2 separate regions of the Rattus norvegicus genome follow, and region 2 is linked to region 1. Evidence: chromatin contacts called from public Hi-C data. All regions are on one chromosome and are shown on one strand. Each heading gives the region's core, a stretch centred on a gene start, on an enhancer-like site or on the middle of the called end of the contact. The rest is flanking DNA. Distances are from core to core; before and after follow the strand shown. Region 1 has its middle 45 kb from the start of Tnp1. Region 2 overlaps LOC134480294 (a long non-coding RNA gene).

What was found. A called contact is a pair of places that touch in the nucleus more often than the background predicts.
Region 2: a Hi-C map of Schwann cells shows a contact between it and region 1, with 3 times the contacts expected there. The contact joins two enhancer-like sites. A contact is called at or near these places in 2 of 12 Hi-C or Micro-C datasets (Schwann cells and psoas muscle).

The regions. Positions count from the first base shown.
Region 1 is chr9:82,086,511-82,091,267 of GRCr8, forward strand. No RefSeq gene overlaps it. Among named protein-coding and RNA genes, the nearest start is that of Tnp1, 45 kb to the left of the region's middle. Within about 2 kb of position 2,746, at least 3 of the 93 cell types and tissues checked have an H3K27ac peak or open chromatin away from gene starts, as enhancers often do. A contact at or near this core is called in Schwann cells, where this site is marked.
Region 2 is chr9:82,331,299-82,336,055 of GRCr8, forward strand. All of the region lies in intron 2 of LOC134480294 (a long non-coding RNA gene), which reads left to right. Among named protein-coding and RNA genes, the nearest start is that of Pincl, 120 kb to the right of the region's middle. Within about 2 kb of position 2,818, at least 15 of the 93 cell types and tissues checked have an H3K27ac peak or open chromatin away from gene starts, as enhancers often do. A contact at or near this core is called in Schwann cells, where this site is marked.

The DNA of each region.
Region 1 (4,757 bases), core at 1,496-3,995:
AGAGCTTGCTTTTAAAAATGTCTCACATGTAAACCACAGTTTGTCTAGGAAGAACACATTCCTAGATAAATTTTTTGAGAGCTGTGGAATATCATGAGACTTCAGTGAGGAGCAGATCAGAAAGACAGACTGCCTTAGTACCAGTTCCAGCTCAGTTCCTCGTGTTGTGTGACCTTATGTAAGTCTCAAGATCTCCCACATAGGGTTATTACATGGATTACAAAAATTACATGAGATATTTATTAGTATAATCAGGGTATCATGACATAATGGTGGGGCCTTGTAATCATAAACCACTTTGGGGTTACCTAGAGTCCTTTGGCATGCTATAGAGTTTAATAGATGGAGCACTCATTCTGTGCCCTTGGGAAGAAAGGGCTTTGGTATCATGTCAGTATGCCAGGAAGACAAAGAAGTTTTCAGTCACTTTGGGGCTGCGGATCTCATCAGTGGTCAGCAGTGACTCTTCTGATAGAAGCTGGGAGAGTCCCTTCTAAAGAGAAGTTTGATGTCTCAGCCTCAAGCCTTGGTGGGGGCTATTAGCTCATAGATGGGCCCCTTAGCTATACTGTGAATGGTCTAGAAGTCATCATGAGTCAAAGTACCTTCTTGCAGACCCAGGGGGCTGCCACAGAGAGGTCAGGGAGAGTGGGAAGGTGAAGTGAGGCGTTTTCTCTCTCATCTATAAGATATACCACCACATCATCTGTTTGCATTGTTCGGCAGGACATTGGTCATAGGGAAGGAACACTAGGATTAGGATTGATCAGCTTTCTGAATAAAGTTCTAAGTTTCTAGTTCTTTCTTCTGACAACACCCTGATGATATTCAGTCATAATGAAGGACTAAAGAGAGACTTTATTCCACAGAGGGCACCAAGAAGATAACTGTCTCCAGGTTGGGGTAAAGTAAGTCATCCTGGGTGGTCAGTGTTGATTCAACCCTCCTAGAATTCTGACAGTATTTTCTTTTATTTTCACAGATAAGTTTTACTCAAAACTGTAAGGCAAGGCTTAAGAGTGGTTCTCAGATTAATAGAAGACAGATGTGAGTTCAATCTTAATTTGTGTATACTAACTGGACACTGAACTCGAGTCTCCTCTTCTAGACCATAAGGATGGGGACATTAATGAAGGCCTGCAGGGAGAAGACATGGAGTCACATGTCAGGCAAAACAGTGTCAAGTTCTATTCTAGATAATAGTTGTATCCCCTCCTCCTTCTTGTCCTTCTCTTCTCCTCCCTTTTATGTCTACATCATTTCCCTATTCCTTAGCATCTTTCTGAATTGATGGTCCTAGTCAAAAAGGGCATTGGATAAGACAATAAGAGAAGGATTAGTGTAGGAATGGGGCAGCCAGACATTACCTCTCCATGTCTATATTCAGCACCAATGATCTGGCTGGGTAATGGGAAATTATCTGTCACTCAGGTACCTAGGGAGGAGGACTCCTTGTTCAAATTGCATAATAGTTATTAGAGAGATAGGCCTGAAAAGAGCTGCTATCAGGTGCCAGAGAGGCCAAGCACAGATAAAAAGGGACAAGGAACAGGGAGGCAGAAGGAAGGTTAAACTCCAGGAAGCAGAGGGTAAAGGACAGAGGGACATGCTTAGGAGCAGAGTCGTCCCAAGGAACACTATCCAAGCAGCAGCTTTCTGGGTACAAACTTTCTGGGAAAGCTTTCTAAATAGAGGATGAGAAGGGTGTTTGACTCTCCAAAGACTAAACACTTAAATTTGTCATTTTCCTTCCAGTGGTTTTCCATAGGGCTCTGGAACTGAGAAATCATTTGATGTCATCAATAGGGAGAATGAAGATCCCAGAGACATGACAGGATTTGCTCCCACGCTTACTGACCAGAACTGGTTAACTACAATGTATGCTTGTGTGTGCATCTGCCTGTGTATATGAGGGCACAAATGTGAGGGCTTGTGAAGGACAGATAGGGGAGAGCTTTGGATGTCCTTGGGTGCCATTTTTTTCCCAGCAAGCCTCCAGGCATCTGTCTGTCTCTGCCTTCCTGGCGATGGAACTAGAAGCATGAGCCATTCCACTCAGCTTTTTACTCTTGTATGGCCTCTGGCAATTGAACCCGGGTCTTCATGTTTGCAAGGCAACTACTTTGCTGACTGCCTGACCTCCCTAGCCTGTCAGGAAAATGTGGAAGATAGCCTCAAAATGGCCACTCAGTAGCACCTAGCCTGATAGCCACATCATTTTTATGACTCCCTCACATTGAGCATGGGCTGAACTCCCCAACTTGCTCCCACAGAATAGAATAAAGCAGAAGCAACTTGACATCACCTCAAGCTTAAGTACTAAGTACTAAGCGGAAGGTACTAAGTCTCCTGCCTCAGCTTTCTCCTCCTTACTCAGACATTTAATAGACATGCCAATGAACACAGGGCTTGTTTTAGCTACTAACTGGAACTTTGATATGGGAGAGAAGATTCTGCAAGACTAGATTCCCATCTCTGCATGGTGACAGCCAAACTTAGATACTTGCTAAAAACTATTTCCACTCTCTATATCTGGGGAGTCTATGGACTCCAATATCCCCCTCGACATAGCTCTTTCCCCTACTCTCAGAAGTCAACTCAGCATCCATACCGCCACATTCATATTTGGTGCCTTCCCTTCTTGCCCAGGAACCAGAACAATCAAAGCAGCCCTGTCTCTTGCTTGGCTGAATAAGCAAGAACTGCGGGGTTGGGGGGCAGGGGCTCGGTTCACCAGCTGGGAGAGTCCATGGTTACTCTTTTGGCTTTGTCTTCACCCTGAGTGACACAGCACCAGCATCTGTGCACTGCCCCAGAGGGCACTCAAGGCATCTGACCTTTTCATCCCTGGGTGGCTGTGGTCTTAAGAGAAGAATACCATAATGGCCCTCTGTTCTTAGTGGACTTTGCTGAGCTAAGCTGGGCTAACAGGAGCATCATAAAAGCCCTGGGGTGAATGAGGGTTTTCTGAAGGTCATCTCGGCCATTCTTCTGCATCTGGGAAGGGCAGCTAATTAGGGATTTGGCAGGCTAGAGATGCACCAAGAAGGTGACTCTTTCATTTAGGAATTGCAAGAAGGTCCTGCAGGATCCCCAGTTAATAAAGTAGGGTACTTTCTCCCCTGATGGCCACTTCTGACCATTTCTCTTTTCCTCCAATATTCCCCTATTTTTCCTCTTTTCTATGTGAGCCAACTCATATTGCAGAGGAAAACGCAAGCATTAATTACACTTTCCGTTCCATGATTCTCTTCATCTGGAAAAGTTTCATTAAGAAAGGAATTCAGGGCTGGGCGGGGATTGCTTAGTGGGGAAAGCACCTGCTTCATTGGTGTGAGGACCAGAGTTCAGATCTCCAAGGCCTACATAAAATCTGATATGGCAGTGCATGTCTGCAATCCAAGATCACGGGTCAGGTAGAGTGGCATACAGTGTGGTGACCAAGACAGTTTCAAACAAGGTGGAAAGCTAGCACCGACACCCAAAGCTGCTCATTTGTCTTTTTTTCTTGGTCACACCCCTATCTTTCACTCCCACTCTGTCTCTGTCTCTGTTTCTCTGTCTCTGTCTCTGTCTGTCTGTCTCTGAGAGAGACACACAGAGAGACACACAGAGAGCTAGAGAGAGGGGGAGGAGAGGGAGAGGGAAAGAGAGAAAGAGTGAGGAGAGGGGCAGGGAGAGAAAAGGAGAGGAAACCGAAGTCTACTTATTGCAGCCACCAGGTGAGCTATGAGCTACAGTGAGCGAGAAGGGAAGAACAAAGTTAGAGATGAGATGTAGGGACTTTGAATCAGGTTCTGTGCCACCTGAGGAGAGGCACTATGGATGAATAAGCTCCAAGAACACAGCAAACTGGAGAAGGTTTCATTGGCCAAGACCAGAGAGACTAAAGCCCAGGACCCAGACTTTCGTCTTTCCTGTCTCATGGTCTTTTCCAAAGATTTGTTTCATGGCCTGAGTCACTATACAGGATATGACTGCTGGCTTTGGTGAGGGGAGAAAAATAAATCCTGCCCCTTTCTCAAGAAATAAACGTAAAAGCTCTTTGGGCTCATTAAACAGGCGGTTACAAGGCATCTTCGGCTTCCAGTGGCTCTTACCAAATAGCATTTTGATGAGTTAAGTGTTAATGAATCAGAAACATATGGATAAAATTTCCCTGAGAACACAGGAGTTTCTGAAACAAGCAGAGTCACCCCATTCCCCTTGGGCTCTGGGCCTGGGTGTCAGAAACTCATCTCCCCTCTGTGGCTTACTGGTAGGACTGCTCACCCTCTGGCCACCCAGCTTGTTCTGTTTTCTCCTGGAAGTCGTCCTCATCTCCTGTGGTTTAGTGGCCAAGTGGCTGGGGTGGGCCTAGAGCAGAAAGGTCACCTACTGAGAAAGATGAATGAGAAAAGGAAGGAAGGCTGGGAAGAGGCAAGCCAAGCACTCAGAGACGACGGACCATGTGCTGGCTGGAGAAGTCACGTGTTTGTAGAGGCCAGTTGACTTTAGCTTTTGCAGCTCCATGGAAAGCAGTCAGCAATGCTTTCTCTCTTCCAGGCAACCTGTGAATCTCTTGATTTGTGTACATGGTTGCATGTTTCCTAGACTGCCATGATCTTCTGGAGATTCCTATGAAGTCATTACTAGGGTCTGAGGAGACAACTCTGAATTCTCCTAAATGAGGCACCTTTGAACAGAAAACCAAGCCTTCTGATAACTTTAAACTTCCAGCTTCTAAAACCTTGACTTAGATAAAGCCCTTCAGCCCC
Region 2 (4,757 bases), core at 1,568-4,067, 240 kb after region 1:
CAAAGCTAACATGAATTCCTTGCTCCTCCTTCATGATTTTGTGGGTAGAAGATTTGTCCATAACACTGACTTCAACAACCTTTGCCCCACTTTTTATTAGGTTGACACGTCTTATCTTTTTTATCTGAAGGACGCACTTTATAGACTCTTGGCATATCTGAGTTGCCAGCATCACTATTCTTGTGCTTCAGGGTCATCATTAAATAAAGTAAGGTTAATGGACCACAAACACCTTGATACCTGAGATGCCTAAGTGACTAATGGGGTTGGGAAGCATGTATAGCATCGATGCTCTGGACAAAAGAGTGATTGGCATCCTGGGTGGGCTAAAGAGGTGACATGAGATCTTATCCTGACACTTGGAACAATACACACTAAAACTTGTGAGTTGCTTTTTTTTTCCAGAATTTTTCCATTCATATTGTAGGTCAAGCTGAAACTGCAGAAAGTCAAATTATAGACAAGGGGACTGCTGGATCATAACGATATGAAATGATCCTCATTTCTTTCTTTGTTTCTAGATCAATTTGAGTAAGACATCTATCTCTCTATTGCCAGATACATTGCAACCTGTTCTAATCCCCCAACTTTGCAGATTGTTAGAGAGATGACGGCTCAGCATGTGTCAAGGTTACAGTCCTGAATTTTACAGTGATTTGTTAAGGTTTATGTCTAATATATATGTCTAATATAGACCTCTTAAAAGGCAAAAATAACTCACTCCATTGACCATGTATGTGTAGCACAGAACTCTTCGTGAAAATGGTGCTTTCTGATGCTCCCCCCCCCCGCCTTTTCTGTGCAAGTTTTTCTTTGTTTCCAAAGAGAAAAGAAGACAGGAGTAGTGGGGAGAAGTTAGTTTCACAAACATCATGGGGGTGTTCATCTTATTAGAGGGAGGACGCTGATCTGGTAACTTTTGATAGTCTTCATAAACCTTAACAACAGTTTTCTGGGTCTCTTGGATGTTTCCGTATGTTAAGAGCATTTCTCCATCCTGTGTGTGACTGTGTACATGGTTTACAGGCTGATATTTGCCATGGTGGATGAGGGTTCCTCCAAGAAGCTGCTAACAGCTCGGAGCTCGTCCAGTGAGAGGACATTTGAAAGCTGCTATCTCAGTGTGATTCTCACTCACATCTGTTTTTCATGCCTTTCCAAAATGGGGATTGCATTTGCTTCCCCGTTGCTGTAGGAAGGTGAAGGGCAAAATCTAAAATTAGGAATCCAAATGAACGGAGCATACACTTGTCCCTCAACGTTGTAGGTTGGCTTCTTATTCTTGATTTATTTTAGGAGAAAAATATTATTAGCCAATGGGTCAGGGGAGACAGCTTGAGGAAGCAACTGTAGAAGTCAATTGGAAGACAGGCAAATGAGGGCCAGGGTAGGAAAGTCATCCCAGTGTGTTTATTGCTAATAGATGATTCCAGACTTCCTCTCTTAATGGGGGGATGTGTGGAAATCTGCTTGTCCATTGAAAGGAGGGGACCCAGAATTCCTAAAGAGGGAAAAAAGCCAGAGGAGAGTGAAGCAGGTGTTTCCTGCTACCCAACCCTCAGAGGGACACTCAGCCCTGGGAGGGAGTTTTCCACACCCTGAAAATTGAGGAAGCCATACTATTCCATCAGCCTAATTTAGTGGTCAGACTCACAGTCGCCAACACAGCTTCTTCTCCTCTTTCTCCCCTGTCTCTAAGCCTCAGAGGTGTGAGAGACAAGCGAAACCTCCTCCATTCTCTGGGGTCCCTTTCCACACCTGGAATACATAGCAACTGTAGGTTCTTCTTATTGAATGGGTAAAAGGTAGCTTTTGGTTTTGAGAATTCTTTCTGTTTTGTCTATTTATCTTCCTGGATGCCCTGGTAAGAGCTTTTCAGTTTCCTTATATCCTGGGTCTCATCTGCTTTAAAAACAAACCACAAGGAAACAAATCCCTCCAATCAAAATAAAACAAAATAAAACTTGCCCATATCAATCAATCTTCATTTACTTTCTTCCTTTCTATATTGTTTCCTCCCTCCCTTCCTTCCTTCCTTTCTTTTTTTTTTGTACTTAATGTGAATATTCATACCCAAACCCAATATGTACTTTCCTCACTCAAAAGTATATTAAGAGGTAGGCCCAAATTTGGGGTACAATATTGCTGTGAACTTGCACAGTACACTCCCTAAAGTCATTTGGCTGAGCTCCTCTAAACCCAGTGAGCAAACTAAGAAACTCGTGACTTAGAAATATTTATGTTACATTGTGATGGTCGTCCATTGTATCTTTTTAAGTATCTGTGAGCCTGCCTACGCTTTCCCTCCTTTATTCTCTTTCTCTTCCCTCTGTCCACTGTGCATGTCTCTTTTTCCTTCCTAACAGTGAGTCATCCAGGGGGAAAAACTCATGTACGTGAGTGTGTTTCGTGTACCCTCCCAAATTTAAAAACAAAAAAAATTTAGTAGTTCCCTCACAAATTTTTTTTAAACTAGGGGAGCTGGGTCATTGGGCGATGTAGAGAAGACAGCATATATCACCCAGATGTTGGTCTACAGTGGCCCAAACATCAGGCTTTGGGGAGACAATTGGAAGACACAATGCTTCTTTCAGGGCAGACAGCTGCTCACGGCCCCATGGCCCCTCTCCCTGTGTGTGTGTGTGTCTATCCCTTTCAAGCCTTTTTGTGGTCAAGTCATAAAGGCCTGTTTAGTGGGTGGGATGACGTCACACTGACCACAAAAGCTTATATTTCCTGCTACTAAATACACAGCCCCTGCTGACGAAGTGGTCATTACAGAGCGAGCTTGTTCTGTCTAGGTCACTCCGAGTGGGGATAAAGGCACTGGGGGCAGGGGGCCTGTTGAGAAAGCAGAGCCATTATTCCCAAGTGTGTCTGCTGGCCTGCTGATTCTCATCTTGTTGGAACTAAAAGATGAAAATAGAAGTCCCTTTGTGCTTCCTGGGGCTCTTTCTCAGGAAGGATGCAGGAGCATACTGGGCGGCCACATGGCAGAGAGAAAGGACCAGATGAAATCCAGGTCGTTGATTCTGATCTCTCATTTCTATGCAGAGCGATTCTACCTCTCTGCCTCTGAGCACAGCAGTCTCCATTTTACAAAAGAGAAAAGGATTTTATGCAGGGATCGAATGAGATCATGTGACTGAAAGTGAGATATTTTATTACTCGGATGCAAACCTCATTTCTTCATGGTCCTTATTATTATATAATAATATATAATATATATTAAAATACATGTGGGACATATAGTGACTGTGGTCTTTCCTTTTTGAATGTGTAAAACATACCTTTGGGTTTTGAGAATTCTTTTTGTTTTTGTCTATTTTCCAGGAGTAAGTAGTAAAGAGCATTCTCTTTGTTTTTGACAGTTCAATACATATCTATATAACAAATGATGTTTGTGTTCACTGTATCACCCTCTTCTATGCCTCTTCTCTCCTTTAGCTCTGGGCCCTTTCTTTTTCCTACCTTCTGTCCTAGTGTCTACACTATTAAAGAAAATAGCATCCCACCTTCCGAGGATCATGGATAGTTATTAGCCCCTCAGGAAGTGATGAGAGCTTTCTGAGGAGGGGGACAGACACATCCTTTATCAATGGTGGGAGTTAAAGGTCCAATCTTATGTGGCTTTCTTGTGACAATGTCAAATCTTGGTGACAGTGTTACAAATTAAATGAGGAAACTTTCCAAGTTGCAGCTAAGAAGCCAAGACCTCAGAGCAACAGAGCAGGAAGAGAATGGACCAATGAGACATCATGGAAGCAGTGGTCTGGGGTTGGGTCTAGAAGTGTGTAAGATTTCAGCAGAGAGCAGTAGATTAAAGGTGACAAGGTAAGGAGCCACACCCATGAGCCCCTACATGTCGCCTGGCATTACAGCAGCATGTGGCATGCTCAGTGTCAGTTTCTGGCATCTGAACTGCACATGAAACGAAATCACACAGCTACAACTTTTAAATATTTCCCACAATCAGACTAATTTCAACATTGTCAGAAGCAGAAAACCACTGTTTAGCCAAGATCCTACGGAATTTTTCCTAGCCTCAGCTCTGAGCTTAGACAAAGAAGGGCTCAAATTCCCATGCTTTCCTTTCTTTAAGCCTTCCCTCTGCCCCATCTTGAAGGACTATTATGCACAGGACCATAAACCCCAAAAGGACTTTGATACCAGTCTCTGCGGTGATTAGAGAAGGGATCTGTTGCTGTTCTCCATGTAACAGGTGAGAGGGACCATTATCTGCCTAGCCTAGCTGCTTCCAGGTTTTTGTGGACCAAGGTTATTTAGGTTGGTTCTCTAAGAAAACGAAAACTTGAAAACCTGTATTCCCTTTACCCATGGTAGATAATAGATGTATCTACCATGCATCTATCGGGGATATGTTTCCTGGCAAGTCCCCTGGCTAATTTAGGGGCCTCTCTTAGGCCCCTAAAGTTATGTCTGATACCATATATACCCCTGTTCTGAAGCCATGGCACCTGCTGTGTCTCAGCAGCTCCCCCATAAACTGCCAGCTCCTGGCACAGACATTAGCTCTGTTACCCGTGTTTCCCCTGGAACACATTAGATGAGCTGCTGGCAGGGACTACAACTATTGTTCTCATTTCCTAATTTTAAAAAAGTGTGTGTTTGGCGACAGAGGGAAGGCAAGCCAGGCAGGCAGCTTCAGAGTCTTGCTGTAGGGGAGACGGTCCTGGGTACTCGCTTGAAGTGTTTCGGGGGCAGGGGTCCCAGAAGCTGAAGTGACATTCAGAAGA